Regions from separate parts of the Sus scrofa genome. Here region 1 is linked to region 2. The links are chromatin contacts, called in public HiChIP or PLAC-seq maps. All regions are on one chromosome and are shown on one strand. The core of a region is the stretch at or near the end of the contact, and the rest is flanking DNA. Distances in the headings are between cores, read along the strand shown.

Region 1 (6,017 bases), core at 2,583-5,082, 220 kb before region 2:
CTCATTGTTTGTTTTTCTCTCCTTTGTTGCCACGTATTGTGTTATCAGAGTTTTTTCTTATCCATTTTTTTTTTTTTTGCCTTCCTGCTGTTTTTTATTTCTATTATTTTAAGTGGTTCACTCAAGAAATTTTAACGTGCGCTTATTAAAGTCTGTATATGTATATATTTTTTTGTCTTTTCTAGGGCTGCACCCGCGGTATATGGAAGTTCCCAGGCTAGGGGTCTGATCAGAGCTGTAGCCACTGGCCTATGCCACAACCCTAGCAACGAGGGATCCAAGCCACGTCTGTGACCCACACCACAGCTCATGGCATTGCTGAATCCTTAACCCATTGATCAAGGCCAGGGATCGAACCCGCAACCTCATGGTTCCTAGTCGGATTCGTTTCCACTGCGTCAAGACGGGAACTCCCTATACTTAATGATATTTTTTGTCTTTCTTTTGAAAAATGTGAGTTCCTTGACTGCAGTCATTTATTTCTTTGTATTTTAGTGTCTTTTTAAAAAGCTCCCTAAGACATTGATCTATATGATCAATGTTTACTTAGAAATATCCACCTGTTTACATTTCTTTGTTCATTATTTTCTCTCTTTTTTGCAGTCATTATAAATGTTTTTATTTTAAAATGGATTTTTTTGGGGGGAGGGCCACATCTGCATCATGTCAAAGTTCCTAGGCCAGGGATCAAACCTTTGCCACAGCAGTAGCCTGAGCACAGCAGTGACAATGCTGGATCCTCAACTGCTAGGCCCCCAGGGAACTCCAGAAAAATGGATATTTTAATACCCAGAATGTGGAAAGTCCATGATCTGTCATTTTCTTTTTCACCTCAGACCTACTGTCCAGGATCACTGTCCTTCTGTCTGATGTACATATTTAAAAATTTCCTTTAGTGAGATCTGTTGGTGGAATTCTGACAGTTGTTCTTTGTCTTTTTTTTTTGTCTTTTTACGGCCGCACCCACAGCCTATGGAGGTTCCCAGGCTAGGGGTCTAATTGGAGCTGTAGCTGTTGGCTTACACCACAGCCACAGCAACGCCAGATCCAAGCTGCATCTGCAGCCTACACTACAGCTCACGGCAACGCCAGATCCTTAACCCACTGAGCAAGGCCAGGGATCGAAGCTGCAACCTCACGGTTCCTAGTCGGATTCGTTTCTGCTGCGGCACAACAGGAACTCCCTGACAGTTGTTCTCTGAAAATAACTTTATTTGGCTTGCATTCTTTTTTTTTTTTTTTTTTTTTTTGGTCTTTTTGCCATTTCTTGGGCTGCTCCTGTGGCATATGGAGGTTGCCAGGCTAGGGGTCCAATCAGAGCTGTAGCTGCCAGCCTATGCCAGAGCCATAGCAACGCGGGATCCGAGCCACGTCTGCAACCTACACCACAGCTCTCGGCAACGTGGGATCATTAACCCACTGAGCAAGGGCAGGGATGGAACCCGAAACCTCATGGTTCCTAGTCGGATTCGTTAACCACTGCGCCACGACGGGAGCTCCTGGCTTGCATTCTTGAAAGTTGTCTCAATCCTTGGTTCACAGTTATTGTCTTGTGTAACACTTTGAAGCTGTCCTTCCATTCTCTTTTGATTACTGCTTTTCTGCTGAGAAGTCAGTTGTCAGTCTTGTTGACCTTTGCTTTTCATGCATTAAGTCTGGAGTTGGTCTCATTCATTAGGTCTGGAGCTGGTCTCTTGGTTCTGCCTTAGTAACTTGCTGGGATGACACTGAAGCTGAAGGTCTGCTGATAACACTTTTGGTGGCAGCGGTTTGTGGATTCATACATTTCTTTTTGCTAATTGCCTTTTCTTAGAATCTTGCCTTTGTAGTTAAAACTTTTGACCATTTTTATTCCTTCGAAAGGTATGGAACAGAACAAGTAACTGAAGGCTTGGTGATAAAGACTCAAAGTATAGACTCAAAGGAACACACTTTAATAGCAGAAACACTACAGAGCTTTTACGAAAATGTTTAAATTTGAATAGGTGCTTTCTTTGATTCTTTTATTTACCTGAGAATATTTCTTTGCCTAGTTTTTGTTTTTTCCTTACTAGCTGTTTAGAAACTAAGTGGAAGTCTCTCAGATAATATTTGTTCTAAGGTATGTAAACAGGAGTAGGATCTTAGCTATTTATGTATTTACACTAGGGATGATAATTTACTGGATAATCTTTTCATTAGTTTACTTCGAGGATAGCTTAAGAACAATGATCTTCAGAGGCTGTTTGCTTTTTAAGAAATCTAAGACTCTTTCCTTTTAACTAAAAGTAAAATGTCAGGACTTCCCAACTTGGTGCAGTGGAAACGAATCCAGCTAGGAACCATGAGGTTGCAGGTTCAATCCCTGGCTTCACTCAGTGGGTTAAGGATCTGGCGTTGCCATGGCTGTGGTGTAGGCTGGCGGCTGTAGCTCTGATCCCTTAGCCTGGGAACCTCCATACGCTGCAAGTGTGGCCCTTAAAAAAAAAAAAAAAAAAAAAAAAAGTAAAATGTCAGATATTAACATCACCTTTCAAGAAAGTTCTAATACCTAGATTCACAGTAATGAATGTTTACATCACACACCTTATCGTATTATATTATGTGTCGCTGCTTTGTAGGAAAAAAATTTCACTCTAAAGTTCAGTGTAGCCACACTGTTGAGTGGAACACAAAATTACATTCTAATGGTTAAGTCCGTTATTGCCTCTTAACTTTCGTCAGTAAAGACATTCTGTTTTATTAGTTTCTCTTCTGTCTTTGGAGAATAGCTGTAGGAATAAAGTATTCTTTTATGTATTGAAGCTAAAGAGGAAGTAAGAAATCTAATCACTTTATAAACAGTCTTTCAAAGTGTTATTATTATTATTATTATTATTTTTTTTTTTGTCTTTTTGCCTTTTCTAGGGCTGCTCTCACAGCATATGGAGGTTCCCAGGCTAGAGGGTCGAATCGGAGTTGTAGCCACAGCAACACTGGATCCGAGCCACATCTGCAACCTACACCACAGCTCACAGCAATGCCGGATCCATAACCCACTGAGCAAGGCCAGGGATCGAATCTGCAACCTCATGGTTCCTAGTTGGATTTGTTAACCACTGAGCCAAGATGGGAATGCCTTTTTTTTTTTTTTTTTTAATGGTAATCCTAGTCATTGCAGTAGGATGGTTACAAATAAGGAGGGATAGGAGTTCCCGTCGTGGCGCAGTGGTTAACGAATCCGACTAGGAACCATGAGGTTGCGGGTTCCATCCCTGCCCTTGCTCAGTGGGTTAACGATCCGGCATTGCCATGAGCTGTGGTGTAGGTTGCAGACGCGGCTCGGATCCCGTGTTGCTGTGGCTCTGGCGTAGGCCGGTGGCTACAGCTCCGATTCGACCCCTAGCCTGGGAACCTCCATATGCCGCGGGAGTGGCCCAAGAAATGGCAAAAAGACAAAAAAAAAAAAACAAAACAAATAAGGAGGAACAGACCTAATAAATGGAATATATCGGCACACAAAGAACACCAATTTGGCTGCACTGAAAAATTAATTTAGCCGTTTTGCACTTCGTGTTTTCTCTCTTCCACATTCAGCTTTCTGGCCCTCTAATACTTGATCCTTTTGGCACAAAGTTGAGGCCTCCATAGGCCATTCCAAACTCGGCCCCAGGGGAGGCCTATCTCTTTATATCCAGAGAGCCAGTGTTCTTTCAGCCAGAAAAGGGAACACAGTTGTTCTCCCCGTTCACGCCCTCCCCACTCCCAAGTCTCCCAGTGGCTTTTTGGACAGCCCTCTTTCTGGCCTCTGCTAGAGGACCGTCCTTGGCCTTCGGTCCACTGTCCAGGCATCGTTCTCATTATTCTGAGGGTGGAGTGGTGCCTCGGCCTGAGGCTGAAGGTCAGCCCGACCCAAGTCTGTCCAGGGAAGCTGGGATTGCTTCTGCTGGGCTTGCCAGTCGGGTTTCATATCGCTGCCAGCCTCCTGTCACATTGCAAGCTGCTGTCTAGGACACTCCCTTGAAAAGAATTGCAAGCCTGCTGCCAGGGGATTGGTCAGCAGAGTCGCCAGGACTTGGGAACCGGGTGTGGCGGCTTCTGGGACAGAACCTGGGTTGCCGGAAAGAGCATGTGTGGCATTTGTAATCAGAGGACCCGTGATTGATTTTCAGCTGAATACTCTGTGACCTGGTGCCGGTTCCCCCTGAAGTCCAAGAGTTCGCATCTGTAGAATGGTGTAATAACAATCGCACCCCACCCCGGAGGCAGACCCGCTTCAGTAATATACAGCCGTGCGTGGCGGTGGTGATTTCTTGATTTAATCTGTTAGCCATGGGGAAGACATGCTGGAAGGGTGGCACTGTGAGCTGCAGGGTGAATGAGAAGGACCTCATTGAATGCATTTGGGGTGGGGTGGGGGGACTCCCAATAACACATTACAAAAAATTAAAAAAAAAATTTTTTTTATGGCTGCACCCTGGGCCAGGCATTGAATTCGAGCTGCAGCTGTGGCAACGCCGGATCCTTTAATCCACTGCCCTGGGCCGGGGGTCCGACCTTCCCCTCTGTAGTGACCCGAGCTGCTGCAGTCTGATTTTTAACCCAGTGCACCGCAGTGGGAACTCCTAACGTAATACATTTTTAAAATTGGCCGGTTGAAGTGGGGCACAAAGAAAAGACAGCACTTCCATTTTACTGCTTAATGTTTATCTCGCCCAGTGTATAACCTAGAGGATTTATAGCTTCTACAACTGAAAACGCTGGCTGTTAATTATAATCCACCTCAAAGGATGAGCTGTAATCTTGGTCTCTAAAGAGTTCCAGAAGTCTGCTACTTTGTGGTATGAGGAAGAAAATCCTCTTCCTGCGGAGGCTTTCACCTGCCAGCCCCTTCGCCCCAGCCACCAGTGTAGCAGAATTCCTTTTCACTTTAAATGGAACAACAGCTCATTTATTTGACTGTCTTTCCCACTAGACAATACCTTGGAGAGGAATAGTGTGTATTTTTTTTTTTTTTTTTTTGTCTTTTGCCTTTTCTAGGGCCGCTCCCACAGCATATGGAGGTTCCCAGGCTAGAGGTCTAATCGGAGCTGTGGCCACCGGCCTACGCCAGAGCCACAGCAACGCGGGATCCGAGCTGCACCTGCAACCCACACCACAGCTCACGGCAACGCCGGATCCTTAACTCACTGAGCAAGGGCAGGGATCGAACCCGCAACCTCATGGTTTCTAGTCGATTCGTTAACCACTGAGCCACGACGGGAACTCTGGAATAGTGTGTATTGATGTTAGCATGGTGCCTGGCATATATTTGTTACCTAATAGTTAATTTTTGAACCAATCAGTAGATGAATTAATGAATGTGACAGTATTTTTTCTACATTTTACTTGGTTGCTGATGTGTGCTTGCCCCTAGGCCTACGGTGGGCACTGTGCCTTCTTCATCTTTATATGAGTTTTAAGCAGAGTGTTGAGCAGAGAGTAGAGGAACTAATTTAGTCAACTTCTTAGGCAGGTGGGTAAATCTGATTTTCCCTGGAATGTATTTACCACGGTTGTTTGAATTGAAATAGCAAATGTCAGACATTTATTTTCCTATCAGAACAGGGCCGTGTAGACAGAGGCTACTTTTAAAAATCTCACATTAAAAGGTACTTAAAAGAAAGTGTTTATAAGCCTGGAAACAAAGATAAGTGTGTATGAATAAAGCTACTCTTATTGACCTAGAGAGAGAGAGGAAAAAAAAGTACTTTAATTCTCTTCCTGGACAATGCAAGGACCTATGATCAGTTCAGTTCCAGTTATCCTCTCGTGATCTGTATGCTGTTATTGTGTTTTGATTATGTTTGTACTTTGCCCTCCTAAGTCATTATTGTTATTATGTGTTACCATTGTCAACATAATTATCATTTTTGTTGTTAACTTCTTTGTACACCTTAAGCCTTTCATCTGGTATCATTTTTCTTTTGCTCAAAGAACACCCTTTAATGCTTTCTTTATTCCTGAGCTACTGATGACAAATTCCCCTTTGTCTGAAAACATCTTTGTTTCATTTTCAT
Region 2 (6,640 bases), core at 2,225-4,724:
TACACGCTGGACCCCAATGGCAAGACCTGCAGCCGTGAGTGTGCCTGGGGCAGGGTATCTGATGGGAGGGCCAGGCTCACACACAGGCCCCCTAGCCATTGGTCACTTCCCAAGCTCCTGGGTTTCCCATGAGCCTGAGGGTCTGATAGGCTTAACCTTCCTGGCCTCAGTTTCATCACCCATAAAATGGGACTGTTCTTGCTCCCTACCTCATGGATTGGATTATGAGGATTAAAAGAATCAATACATATAAAACACTTAGAAAAGTGCTGCTCAACATGTAATAAGCACCCAATAAGTGTTAGTGAATATTATTATTTGCTGTGGAGAGCATTGATTCACTTGGCCCAGCCTGACTCCAAATCCAGACTTTACCACATATTAGATATAGGACCCTGGCGAGTTAAGTTCACGGAGCTTTGATGTCCCTATCTGTGTGACCAAGTGAAGGTAATAACAGCATCAATCTTCTAGAGATGTTTAGGGAAATAAACAGGACTAGTTCAATCTCTTAGCCCTGGGCCAGGCACAAAGAAAACATACAATTAAAGATAATAGCTCATTATTGTCACGGAGCCTGGCAGAGGGACCAGGGCTGGCTCCAGGGTGGGACAAGAGGCTGGAGAAGACAGACCTCAGAAAGCACATGGTCGGTGACGTCTCTGCAGCACCAGGATGAAGGTTCAGTCCCCAGCCTAGCAGAGTGGGTTAAAGGATCTGATCCTTTCATTCCCAGGTTTGGGCACAGAAAACAAACAACCACAGCAAAAAAAAAAAAAAAAAAAAAAAAAAGGACCTGATCCGGCATTGCGACAGCTGTGGCGTAGGTCGCAACTGCGGCTTGGATCTGATCCCTGGCTGAGGAACACCATAGGCAGCCAAAAAAGAAAAAAAAAAAGAAAGAAAGACAGAAAGCCTTTGGGCTACCACAGAGCTGATCTGAGGGCGGAGCTGAGAAACATGGGACTTTTTATGAAACCTTTTCTTCATTTTCTTGTGTAAGAGGCACAACAAAGCTCCATTTGGTGATGTAAATGCACGGAAACTTGCATGCTTTGCCAGCTGGATGGTTCCATCCCTTTTTATGAGGCACAGTCTCCACCGGCCCAGGCCAGCAGGGATGGGGGCGCATGACACTGCCGTGGTTGCTGCGAGAGGGGCTCGGTGACATGGCCAGCACAGAAGGGGCCCTTTGTGTGGCTTTCCAGCCGGCCAGACGCACATCTGCTCCAGCTTTGGGGATAGAGTTAGATTGTGAATGAGAACAGTGCAGCTGTTCACCATTTGGACCTTAAACGGCCGGGAGGGAAAGTTTCACAGATGAAGTATGAGGTGGAGAGGAGTCCTCAGGAAAACGCGTGCCCCTTCAGTCTGCAGAGGGAACAAAGGGCCTCCATTAGACTTTCTAAGGATTGCTTTCAGAAGGCAAAGACTTTTTGATCCAGAAAGTTGGCACCACTCTGCATTTGCCTCTGGATGGCCTGGAGTCCTTCTGAGAAGCCAGTGAGGAGCAAGAGTTCTCTCATCCAATACAGAGATGCCCTGGGGAAGATGGATCTGGGTACAGTTTGCCTTCTTCCAGGAGTGTGGGGTCTGCCAGCAGACAGCCATGGCAGGTGTTCCAGGGTGGGCTGGGCATGACCTGGATAAGCCCATCTAGAGTCCCAGGGGCCCCAAGCTGCCTTTCCCTCCCAGCATGCCTTGGGGGAGCCTAGACGTGCTCAGAGAGAGGACCAGAGGAGATTGAGCCATCCTTTCTCTCTCAGATCTAGTAAGGACCATCTATTCAGCTTCAAGAAAGTAAGCCCTTTCTTCCCAGAAGTCCCCAGAGAAAGCCATAGTATCCTGTTCCCCATGGGGGCCCAGGGAGCCCCAGGCCATCAGGATAAGAAGCCCTCACAAGGCGCTTGCTGTATGCAGGAATGGCTGTGAGCACTTTCCTGGCACTCACTCACTCTATCTGCACCAGAGCCTTAAGAGGCGGACTTTCTTATCTGTATTTAAAGATGGGGAAGGCATTTCCATTGTGGCTCAGCAGTAATGAACCTGACTAGCATCCATGAGGATGAGGGTTCCATCCCTGGCCTCGCTCAGTGGGTTAAGAATCTCGTGTTGCCGTGAGCTGGGGTGTAGGTTGCAGATGCAGCTCAATCTTGTGTTGCTGTGGCTGTGGTATAAGCCGACAGCTGTAGCTCCAATTCAGTCCCTAGCCTGAGAACTTCCATATAGGTGTGGCCCTAAAAAAGCAAAAAAAAAAAATTGAAAAAAAAAAAAAAATTGAAAAAAAGGGGGGGGAACTGTGGCACAAAAAGATAAAGTTAGTTCCCCGAAGTCACATGACTGGTAAATGATGGAACTGAGATGTGAACACTGGCCTCTGGCTCCCGAGATTCTGAAGTTGTTTGTCATGGGCACATCCACTGATGGAATGTTCTGGAAGGCACCAGTCCCATGCCCTGTGGGAGTCAAAGAGGCCCACCTGATGGCCCTACACAAGGCCTCCAGTTCTCTCCAGTCTCTGGCTGTGCATTTTCTCCATCAAGGAAATCTGGGAGGCAGCCTGCAGGGCTGTCCCTGTGGGAGCTGCACACCACAGCTGTGTGTCTGTTACCCTAGCGGGGCCAGCTGTGCAGTGCTCAGGTGCCAGGATCGACCACACACGCAGGCCTGGGCTTTGGTTTGTTTTTTGAATCTGGGTGTCCTGGTTATGGGGGATAACAAAACTTTTTCACTTTCAGAGAGATCGAAACTATACAATTAATTCTTGCCTAGCAACATACTTAATAAGAAGAGTTCATGGGGTGATCACTGTATTGCCAGCCGTTTGGAGGGCTTTAAGTCAATCAGCTACTCTCATCACGTTCCTCTAAAAAGAGGTCTTCACCCCCGCTTCTCAAGTCAGGAAGGGATGGCAGAGAGGCCAGACACACCACCCAAGCATCTCCTGGCTGGGAAGGCTTGGAGGTGGGATTCCAACCTGGGTAAATTCCATGTGGAGCCCTCATTCCGAGGCACCGCGCCCATCAGCTGAGCAGCTTGAGGCAGCGGCTTGACCTCCCGGAGCCTGGCTTTCCTCCCCGTGAGATGGGGATGGCACCTGCTCTCAGCCTTGTCCTAGAATTGCGGGTGACGGGGCCCCTCCCTGGCGCAGCGGGCTGCTGTCCTTCCCACCAACATTCTTCTTCAGCGAAGTGAGAAGAAAAACAAACACAGGGCTGATTTTCCAAACAAACAAAGCTAAGGGCACAGGGTAGAATGACACTCTCCACACAGCTCTTCTCCACACGAATGAATTGAAATAGCTCAGCAGGGGTTTCCTGCAAGGTGCTTTTGTGTTTTAATCCGCCGCCAGTGGACGTCGCCCCTTGGTTACTGTACGTTTTGGTGTGTGATCGCCGCAGGGGTGGATCACTGCGCGGAGCAAGACCACGGCTGCGAGCAGCTGTGTCTGAACACCGAGGACTCCTTCGTGTGCCAGTGCTCGGAAGGCTTCCTCATCAACGAGGACCTCAAGACCTGCTCCCGTGAGTCCCCTTCGTGCTTCCCTTAGAGGGAAAAAGGGGAAAGGTTTGCAACCAGCGTGAAAAATGCGACGACTGCAGAGGCCAGGAGGACCCCCTCTGCGGCTAGGGGCTGCGTGCCTTCCCGGTGGGGGGAGGTAGGGGCGGGGGTGCGGGCAGGGTGGGGAAAAGCACGATGATCCCTGGATTCCCAACCTCAGTAGCCCTGGAGCCTCGGGGCGTCTCACCTGGCTGTTGGGTTTTGCAGGGGTGGATTACTGCCTGCTGAGCGACCACGGTTGCGAATACTCCTGCGTCAACACGGACAGATCCTTCGCCTGCCAGTGTCCTGAGGGGCATGTGCTCCGCAGTGATGGCAAGACCTGTGCCAGTGAGTGTTCCGAGGTCGGGAGACGAGCGGCACTTGGCACTGGCAATTGTGGGCGGGGGGACTGCCGGTGGGTTTGCTCCCCGGGGTTTCGCTGGGCGGCTGTGAATGTGCCTAAAGGCCTCTCCCAGGCGATTTCGCCTCGTGGCTGCTGCTCCCCTTCCCTGAGTTCGTTCCCCACTCCCTGAGATGGCTTTTCCCTCTCTCTCCCTGCCTTTCTGCCTCACCTCATTTTGGAGCTGGACAGAGCCTGGTTTTGGCTCTGTCTTCTCTTCCACCGATCTGGCAGAAGAGGGTAGCCCCCAGAGTGGTGAACAAGTCATAACAGTACGAGTAAATGAGGATGCAGGTTCAATCCCTGGCCTCACTCAGTTGGTTAAGGATCTGGCATTGCCATGAGCTGTGGTGTAGGTTGAAGATGCGGCTGGGATGTGGCTGTGGTGGTGGTCAGCAGATACAGCTTTGATTTGACCCCGAGCCTGGGAACCTCCATATGCCCCTGGTGCGGCCCTAGAAAAGACAAGAAGACAAAAAAAAAAAAAAAAAAAAGAATGTACCTTCCCCATCTTGCTGGTGGTTTTGGTTATAGGGCCGAGTTCCCTGACCACTGGTACGATTGTGGCCACAACCTAATATGTCCATCTTTTTTTAATTTAAAAAAAAGGTTTTTTTTTAAATTCTATTGAGGCGTAGTTGATTTACAATGTTGTGTTAATTTCTGCTGCACAGCGAAGTGACTCAGTTATACACACATAGATACTCTTTTTCATTTTCTTTTCCATTATGGCTTATGGAAGGATATTGAATGTACTCCCTGTACTTTATAGTAAGACCTAGTTGTTTATCTGTCCTGTATAGACTAGCCTGGATCTGCTAATCCCAACTCCCAATCCTTCCCTCCCCCCATCTTTTTATATCATTTTTTTCACTTGGGCAGGTGAGCTGTGCCTCTCTAATTGTGGCCTGTGAGAAAATGTTTCCCCCGTTTGGGATGGAGTCTTGAGTTTTTGGCTGGCTTGCGGCTGTCTGCCTAGCTGCCTCCCAGCCTGTGTCTCCAGCCAGCACAGGGCTGGGCTGGGCACTGGGGCTGCAGGAAAAGGTTGCGTGTGTCGGATTGCATGTACATTTAACTGCGTGCCAAAGTCAGAGGCATGCTTTTTAATTGGTTTGTTTTAATTCTCATCATCTCAGATTATTCATGCCTTTCTTTTGTTCTCCACCTTGCTATGATAACCAAGAGCTGACTGTTAAGGTGGTTACAGGACTTCTAAGAAATTCTCATGGCCCCTCCAAACAAATGCTACCCGTCTCCTTACAGTCAAGTGCCCTTCTCTCTCCCTCCCCATGTCCACTGACGCTTTTAAAGGTTGACCATTTCCTCATTTATAGTCCTGCAGTAACTAATGGTACAGCGATATCATTCATACGAGTAAATGTTCCACAATGCCCTTAGAAGTGAATCTTGATGTGTGGATGTTTATATGTGGTGTGTCTATATGAGATGGGAGATGATGGGTTAGAATTGTCCTGTCCTCGGCAATGGTGGTATGTACTTGATGCATTTTACCCGCCGTCTGATGCATACTGCTGAGCTAGTCCCATCAGATTTGAATTGAAGACTTTCTGTCTCAGGATGGTTCACTCTGGCTGCCCTGTCCTGGGATAATGGGCTGTGTTTTCCATGTGGCCAGAGTTAACTGGGGTTAGGATGTATGTTTCCCAGCTCTGTGCCAGATGACAAAGAGCTTGTGGCCATGGCTGCACCTTTTCCATAAAGCGTGTTGGGCTATGGGTGGGGAGCCAGTGAGGGTTCAGCAGATAAGGGTGTCCTTGGCCTCCCCCTGAGAACCTTGATGGCAGGTGGCCCAAAGAACACTTAACTCGCATTCTAGAAGGTTCTCTGAATCATGGCGAGCAGGCCCAGGTTCCTAGGGCCCTGGAAGGAAGTGGTCACTGTTATCCCCTGCAGGCATCTTGGGCTCCCTGACCTCTGGAATGAAGCCCATCCTCCCTTCCTCTTCCCCTGGCCCCCAGGCTGTGATTGCTCATAGGCACTTTCCTTGCCTTGGAGGGTTGTTCCCCAGACCAGGGGGTAAGGTGAGGAGGTGGATGGGGGAGTCTCTACTCTGAGCTGTAGCTGGGACGCCTCTCCCCTCTCCAGCCACTGGAAAGTTCCCCCAGATAGGCCCACGACAAGGAAATCCCAGCACCAGGAAAAGCCCCATAGGCTAGGTGTGCATGGAGCACATGGTCCACTGGCCTGCAAGCTCCTGGAGGTCAGAAACCGGGTCTTATTTGGAGCCTGAGTTCCAGGCCTGGCCCACAGGAGATTCTCCGTAAAGTTCAATGAGTGAGAGTGTATGGGCAGAGACCACCTGTCTTTTCATCCTGCGGCACCTGACACAGGGTCCACCCCCTGCTCAGTAACCTCCAGTGACTCTCCACGGTTTCTCCAACACAGTTTCCAATCAAGCGCCTGGATGTGGCAATGGTGGAGACCCCTTTCCTACACCTCCTGAACACCCCCCACCAGGTCTTCCCTGCTCCCTCCCATTCTTCAGGGGTGGGGGCAGCTCCCCTGTTCCCTGAGCAGGCCCCATCCCTCCAGCCCATCCTGTCTCCACTTAGGACACCCTCCCTGTCCCTCCCCAGCTGGTGGAAACCCAGCCCGGAGTCAGCATCACCTCCACAGGGAACTCCCTGCCCTCCTCACCTGCTAGGAGCCCCTCGGCTTCACCCCTCAGGACCTCTG

What was found. HiChIP or PLAC-seq counts read pairs in DNA pulled down with a chosen protein or histone mark.
Region 1: a contact with region 2 is called in an H3K27ac HiChIP or PLAC-seq map of skeletal muscle, with 2.1 times the contacts expected there. The contact joins two enhancer-like sites. A contact is called at or near these places in 1 of 47 Hi-C or Micro-C datasets (fibroblasts) and 1 of 2 datasets of contacts at active chromatin or transcription factors (skeletal muscle).

The regions. Positions count from the first base shown.
Region 1 is chr4:38,995,461-39,001,477 of Sscrofa11.1, reverse strand. The region is part of intron 1 of LAPTM4B (lysosomal-associated transmembrane protein 4B); the gene reads left to right. Among named protein-coding and RNA genes, the nearest start is that of LAPTM4B, 17 kb to the left of the region's middle. Within about 2 kb of position 3,832, at least 32 of the 83 cell types and tissues checked have an H3K27ac peak or open chromatin away from gene starts, as enhancers often do. A contact at or near this core is called in skeletal muscle, where this site is marked.
Region 2 is chr4:38,771,920-38,778,559 of Sscrofa11.1, reverse strand. MATN2 (matrilin-2) reads left to right here. Exons shown (of 19, transcript XM_021089066.1): 8 at 1-34; 9 at 3,402-3,524; 10 at 3,769-3,891. Among named protein-coding and RNA genes, the nearest start is that of RPL30, 58 kb to the right of the region's middle. Within about 2 kb of position 3,474, at least 7 of the 83 cell types and tissues checked have an H3K27ac peak or open chromatin away from gene starts, as enhancers often do. A contact at or near this core is called in skeletal muscle, where this site is marked.